Linked DNA regions of Rattus norvegicus: region 2 is linked to region 1. A link is a contact called in public Hi-C data. All regions are on one chromosome and are shown on one strand. The core of a region is the stretch at or near the end of the contact, and the rest is flanking DNA. Distances in the headings are between cores, read along the strand shown.

Region 1 (2,700 bases), core at 19-2,518:
AATGCCTATTTAATAATGCAATCTCTGACACAAGCTCAACATACAGAAAGCTACGGTGCTTTTTTTCTTTTTTTAATACAACGAGCAGGCACAAGAAGAAATAAACTACACCAGAAACACACATCCCAGTCCTACAGTTCAAGCACTATTTCGAGAAAAGTAAGTAAAAATAAAGTCCCACGTCTCCCTAGGCAACAGAGGGTTCTTGCGGGGAGGCTAGGTGCAGAGTATGCCGCAATACCGGTTCCACACCCGACATCCTGCCTATTCCAGTGGCCTGAACTCCCGCCAACCACCAGGGACCCTAGACGACTTCTCCAGGTTAACGGGGGTGACCTCTGGTGCAGAGCAACCACTGTGATCCCGACCCAAGTAAATTACCCCTGAAAGGTTTTCCAAATGTAATGGTGGATAGCTTCCCTAAAGGCTCAACGTCCCCTGGGAGCAGGAAAGCCGGGCTCCCTAGTTTGCCAGACTTGTGCAAACGGCTGGGAGGCAGGGAAGGGCGCAGAGCGCCCCGCTGCCCTGGCGGCGCCTCCTCTCCCGGCTCTCTCGGCATCTCGGCCACTCGCCAGGGCTGGAGCTGCATCCCCGCTGCCAAGTCCACCTGGTCAACGACGGCTGCGCGCCGACCGTCAGGTGAACCCGAAGCCCAGGCCCCCCGACCGCTGCAGGCACCAGGGACCCTGTGCGGGCCGGCCCACTTAGAGCGCCGCGGGACCGCAGGGCGCACGGCCGTGGCGCGCAGGGCCTCGGGAGAGGGAGGGCGCGCGGTGCGGTGTCCCCGAGGATGCGGCGGCGCCGCCGGCGGGTAGGGGGCTGGGGCGGCCCCGCGGCCCCGCAGCCCCGACGCCTTTCATTTGGCCTCTGCGGCGACAGAGGCAGCCCGACCTCAGCGCTAAGCTCTGCGCAAAGCTGAGGCGCGCGGGCGGGGTGGGGGAGAGGCAACCTGCCGCTGCGCCGAACCTCGCGCCGCGCCCCCGACCACAGTCCCACGCCCGCCCACAGGCCGCGCTCCCGGGCTACCGGAGGAGACGCCGCTCCGGCGTTCGCCTGGTTCTCACCTCGATATAGCCAGCCAGAGCCGCTGCGGGTGCCGTGAGCCCGAGCAGCAGCAGGACAAGAAGCTTGCCGGTGGCCGCAGCGGCCGCGGTCCCGGTGGCCGCCATCCCTCTCCGGGTCGCTGTGGCGCTGGGCTCTCCTCCTCTCACGCACAACCGGACCAGAGCGTCTCCCTAACGCGACCCAAAAGCGTCTGAAGCCCGTTCGCCGCCGCCCCGGGGGTTTTACACCGACCGGAACTGACTTCACAAAACCACGCCCTTCTTCAACAGGATCCAATACGAGCAGGCATAACTAGCTAAGATGCCGCCCCTTGTTTAACCAAGGCCCAATCAGAGCATGGATGCAGCGTCTCCCCTCCCCGCCCAGCGCGTGCCCCCGCATGGCCCCGCCCCAAGCCTCGGCCAGCCCCGCCCCCGCTCCGGACTCGAGGCTGGGGACTCACGAGTATTCGCGGGCAGACTGTGGGCCGCTGTTCCGAAGGCGGGAGTCTCCTGCGTGGTTATCTATTGGGGTGACTCTACATCATCCACCTTCAGATTCGGGATTCGGGCGCGCCCCACTCCCCCGACCCTGCGGGATATTTTTCCTATTCCTTTGGGTACCGCCCTCTTTGGAGCTTCTAGAAAATGTTTTAATTAAAAACAGGATGAATTGTTGGGAGTCCTGGACGGTTTGCAGAGGACCGTCGCCCGGGAGAATGAACGACCGCATTCTGTTCTCCCCAGCGCTGCACGGGGCGCGCTCTTCCCCAGACCGCTGCGCCCTTGTTTCGCCCCTGAACCCCGCAGTGTCTGCACACCGTTGACCTCTGCTCCTTAGGTCCTTTTTCAGCCCCTCCTCCTCGTCGCAACCCCTGCGGCACCGACAGGCCTTCCGCGGAGGCCAGTGGCGCCAGGCCACGGAAACACAAGCACCCCCCACCACCACCAACCCCCTTCTCATGTGTGTCAGGACAGGATGCTGGCATCATTTTTCTTCAGTTTAAGATCTCTAAAGCAAAAGACACGCTTTCTCTCTTTTCATGCTTCTCAGCATCTTGGTTCCTGGGAAAGCGGCCTGCTGCCCCAGTTCACAACTGGCACCTTGTCCTCCCCATCACGAGGGCTCTGCAGGCTTTGTTTCCTTTCCGTAGCGGGTGATTTATGTACCACCCTCTGTGGAGACCTGGACTCATTTCTTTAGCTTCAACCAAATCGAGAACTAAGTTCCTCTCCGTAGGAAACTCGTAGTGGAGAGGGAGAGACAGTGTCAATAGTGGGCAGAGTGGGACAGTAAGAACCCTATATTTTACAGATGCATTCTGCAACTATACGCCAACGTGAACAGCCCCGCTGTGGTCAAACTGGCTCTGCCTCATTCTCCAAAGAAGTCAGGCACTTTTCCATTGCACAGCCCTTCCTGCTCCTGCTCCATTCCCATAGTCCTCCATTATCCACCTACAGGAAACACCTTATGCAGATGTCATCCCATCCACATCAGAATGCTGAGAGGGCTGTGTCCTACTGTGGCACTTTCCCCCTGGCTAGGTCTCTATGTCTCTCACATCACTGACAAGACATTCTGCGCAGTGCGTCTCCAAATGGGGACCTCATCTGATAAATGTTAGTGATTTAATCCAGAGGCCCTAGAACTGGC
Region 2 (2,860 bases), core at 310-2,809, 82 kb after region 1:
AGGGTGCAAAATGGCCGTCTAAGGAGGTAACAGTGACTTTGGCATCTGAATGATGTAAAACAATTAGTTTTTCTATAACATTGCCAAAGCATTGCACTTCTCCTTGGGGCAGGTGGTCCTGGGGAAGGTATAAACTACAGGGGAGGGAGGGAGGGCCTGGAGAGAGCCCAAGCAACATAGCTGCAGGCAGCAGAGGGTCTGTGAAGGAGATGCTCTTGATTCGAGGAAGCCCTTGAGACAAGATCAACGACAGGGCCCTAAGGAGGTTGCAGATGCCACTGAAAGGCCCAGTGGGGTAAGAAGTGTGGTGTAGGCTTGCCTTTGGCACATGCATTTGACAGGTGTATTTTTGCCTGGGTTTGTATTCTAGGTTGGAAAAGTGTTTGCCTTACATCTAGGACAGCATAAACCACTTGTGGCACATGCCTAGGATCTTAGCACTTGAGAAACAGAGGAATGGGATCAGGAGCTCAGGGTCATCCTTGGCTACATAGTGAGTTCCAAGCAAGTCTGGGATATATGAGACTTTTTTTTTTTTTTTTTTTTTTTTTGGAAGCTGGGGACCGAACCCAGGGCCTTGCGCTTGCTAGGCAAATGTTCTACCACTGAGCTAAATCCCCAACCCCCCCCCCCCTTTTTTTAAATGTATGTTCTTAAATGAGGCAATGGAAATGAACTATAAGTAGCTTCTCAGAGGTTTCAATATATGAGAGAAAGAGTGGACAGATGCACAGGTAGGAAGCTAGCTGCAAGGGAAACTGTTTGTCGAAAACATTTTATCAGAATACAATGTAAGTCTAGACATCTTCAATCTTGTTTTTCTAGTACTTAGGATCAGATCAGACCAAGAGCCTCATGCATGCTGGGCACGTGCTCTATTACTGACCTAAAACCCAGCTCTCACTCCCAAATTCCCTGTGTAGCCATGCACCTGTTTGTCTGTCTGTCTGTCATCTGTCTGTCTACCCTACTGAATGTTGGGAGTAGAGGCATGTACCACAAAGCCTGGCTTTCATTTTTCGATGAAAATAGATTCTAGTGCATATTTGCTGATATGAACGTACCTACAGGAAAAGAAACTGATAGTGTAGGAGAAACAAAGAAGAGGTCTTCAGGGCCCAGGAAGGTCTGATTCTGGAGCCACCTGGGTAGGTGACAGTTTTTGGTCTGACCCGCAATGTTGCCTGCATTGTAGTTGGAAGGCTTAATGAGTGTGAGCAGGGACTAAGTGTGGGGAAGCAGAGGGAGGGTCTCCCCAAAGCATCTCTTTCCCAAATTACATGTGAGATAAGTTAGTCAGCTGGGAGCTGAGACAGGAGGAAATTTGAGCAAAAAGAAGGAAAGAAATGCTCCTTTTTTGAAGTGAGAGCCTAGAAATTGGGAGGGTGGCCCAATGGGTAGGGCATGGAACTGGCTGGGGTTTACAAAAGGGCTGTGCGATGTTGGACTTTGATATTTAATCCAATAAAAATGTCTGTTTACTGCAGTGTTTTGCCTACCGCAGGACTGTTTACAGTGCAGTGTGCATCAGTTGTGTAGAAACAAAGATCTGCTGTCTTCTAGTCCTTCCTAAGCTGTCCCAGCACTTAGGTACTAGGGGCAAGAGGATCAGACGTCAGGGCCATTCTCTGCTACACACTCAGTTTTCAGTCAGCTTGGGATCTCGATGGGACTTTGTCATAGAACAAACAAAACCCACAAGAAACAAACAAACCACAGACTGACCACCACTAAAAAGAATTCAAATCTGGGCATGGTGTCGCACGCCTATGATACTAGCACTGAGGAGGTGGAAGTAGGAGGATAGTGAGTTCAAAGGCAGCCTGCACTCCATGGTGAGACTTGTTTCCAAAATGTAAACAGACAGAAAAGGAAAAGGTCCAGAAAGTGCCTAAGCTATACAGAAATTATGTAATAGTCACTGTGGAGCTAGGATACAGCTCACTGGGAACACTGGCACCAGACCCTGGGTCCAGGCCCATTCCTGCTAAAAATAAATCCAAGTGGAGTGGGCTCGGGGAGAGGGCCCAGGCAGTAGGTGCTTGTTGCATAAACGTGGGAGCCTGGTCCTGATCCCTAGTACCCCCAGAACAGCAGGCGCTGTGGTACGTGCCTGCAATACCTGCACTGCTGTGTGGCTGACAGAAGTCTCCAGGCTGACTAGATGAATTGTAGGTTCAGTGAGGGACCCTGTTTCAAATGGGAACAATGAGGAAAATACCCAACTTTGATTGCTGTCCCCCAACAAGCCCCACAAACACCCCCACCAACACATACAAACATCTTCCCTCCCCGTACAAAAACCTGTACACACATGCACAATGAACATGTGTATGAGCAGTGTTTTGTCTAAGTTATCTTTATTTTGAAAATTTTTAAGATCAGATGCCTCCCAGGTGCTAGGACCCCAGGCATGTACCACTGTGCCTGACTTTATTTTGCACAGTTTTTAACCAGCAGGACCTCCCTACACTATTGAAGGTGGCCATAAACTCCTGGGTTCTAGAGCTGCTCCCTTGTCAATCCCTTGAGTAAGCTGCCCAGCTCCTCACACATTCCTTATGTTTGAATGTGTGGATAGTTTTTCTGCACCACAAATAATCCATGCACACAGATTTTTAAATTTTTTAAAAAAGGGGAAAGGGGGCTGGAGAGATGGCTCAGTGGTTAAGAGCCCCGACTGCTCTTCCAGAGGTCATGAGTTCAATTCCCAGCAACCACATGGTGGCTCACAACCATCTGTAAAGAGATCTGATGCCCTCTTCTGGTGTGTCTGAAGACAGCTACAGTGTACTTATATATAATAAATGAATAAATCTTTAAAAAAAAGGGGGGGGGGTAAAAATGAAGCTGGGTGGTG

What was found. A called contact is a pair of places that touch in the nucleus more often than the background predicts.
Region 2: a Hi-C map of liver shows a contact between it and region 1, with 2.2 times the contacts expected there. The contact joins the enhancer-like site here to the promoter of Aplp2 in region 1. A contact is called at or near these places in 2 of 12 Hi-C or Micro-C datasets (kidney and liver).

What each region holds. Positions count from the first base shown.
Region 1 is chr8:37,918,763-37,921,462 of GRCr8, forward strand. It overlaps Aplp2 (amyloid beta precursor like protein 2), which reads right to left and starts at 1,269. Exons shown (of 18, transcript NM_012906.1): 1 at 1,065-1,269. The coding sequence starts at 1,169.
Region 2 is chr8:38,000,097-38,002,956 of GRCr8, forward strand. The region is part of intron 1 of Prdm10 (PR/SET domain 10); the gene reads left to right. Among named protein-coding and RNA genes, the nearest start is that of Rpl32l1, 9.2 kb to the left of the region's middle. Within about 2 kb of position 1,560, at least 5 of the 93 cell types and tissues checked have an H3K27ac peak or open chromatin away from gene starts, as enhancers often do. A contact at or near this core is called in liver, where this site is marked.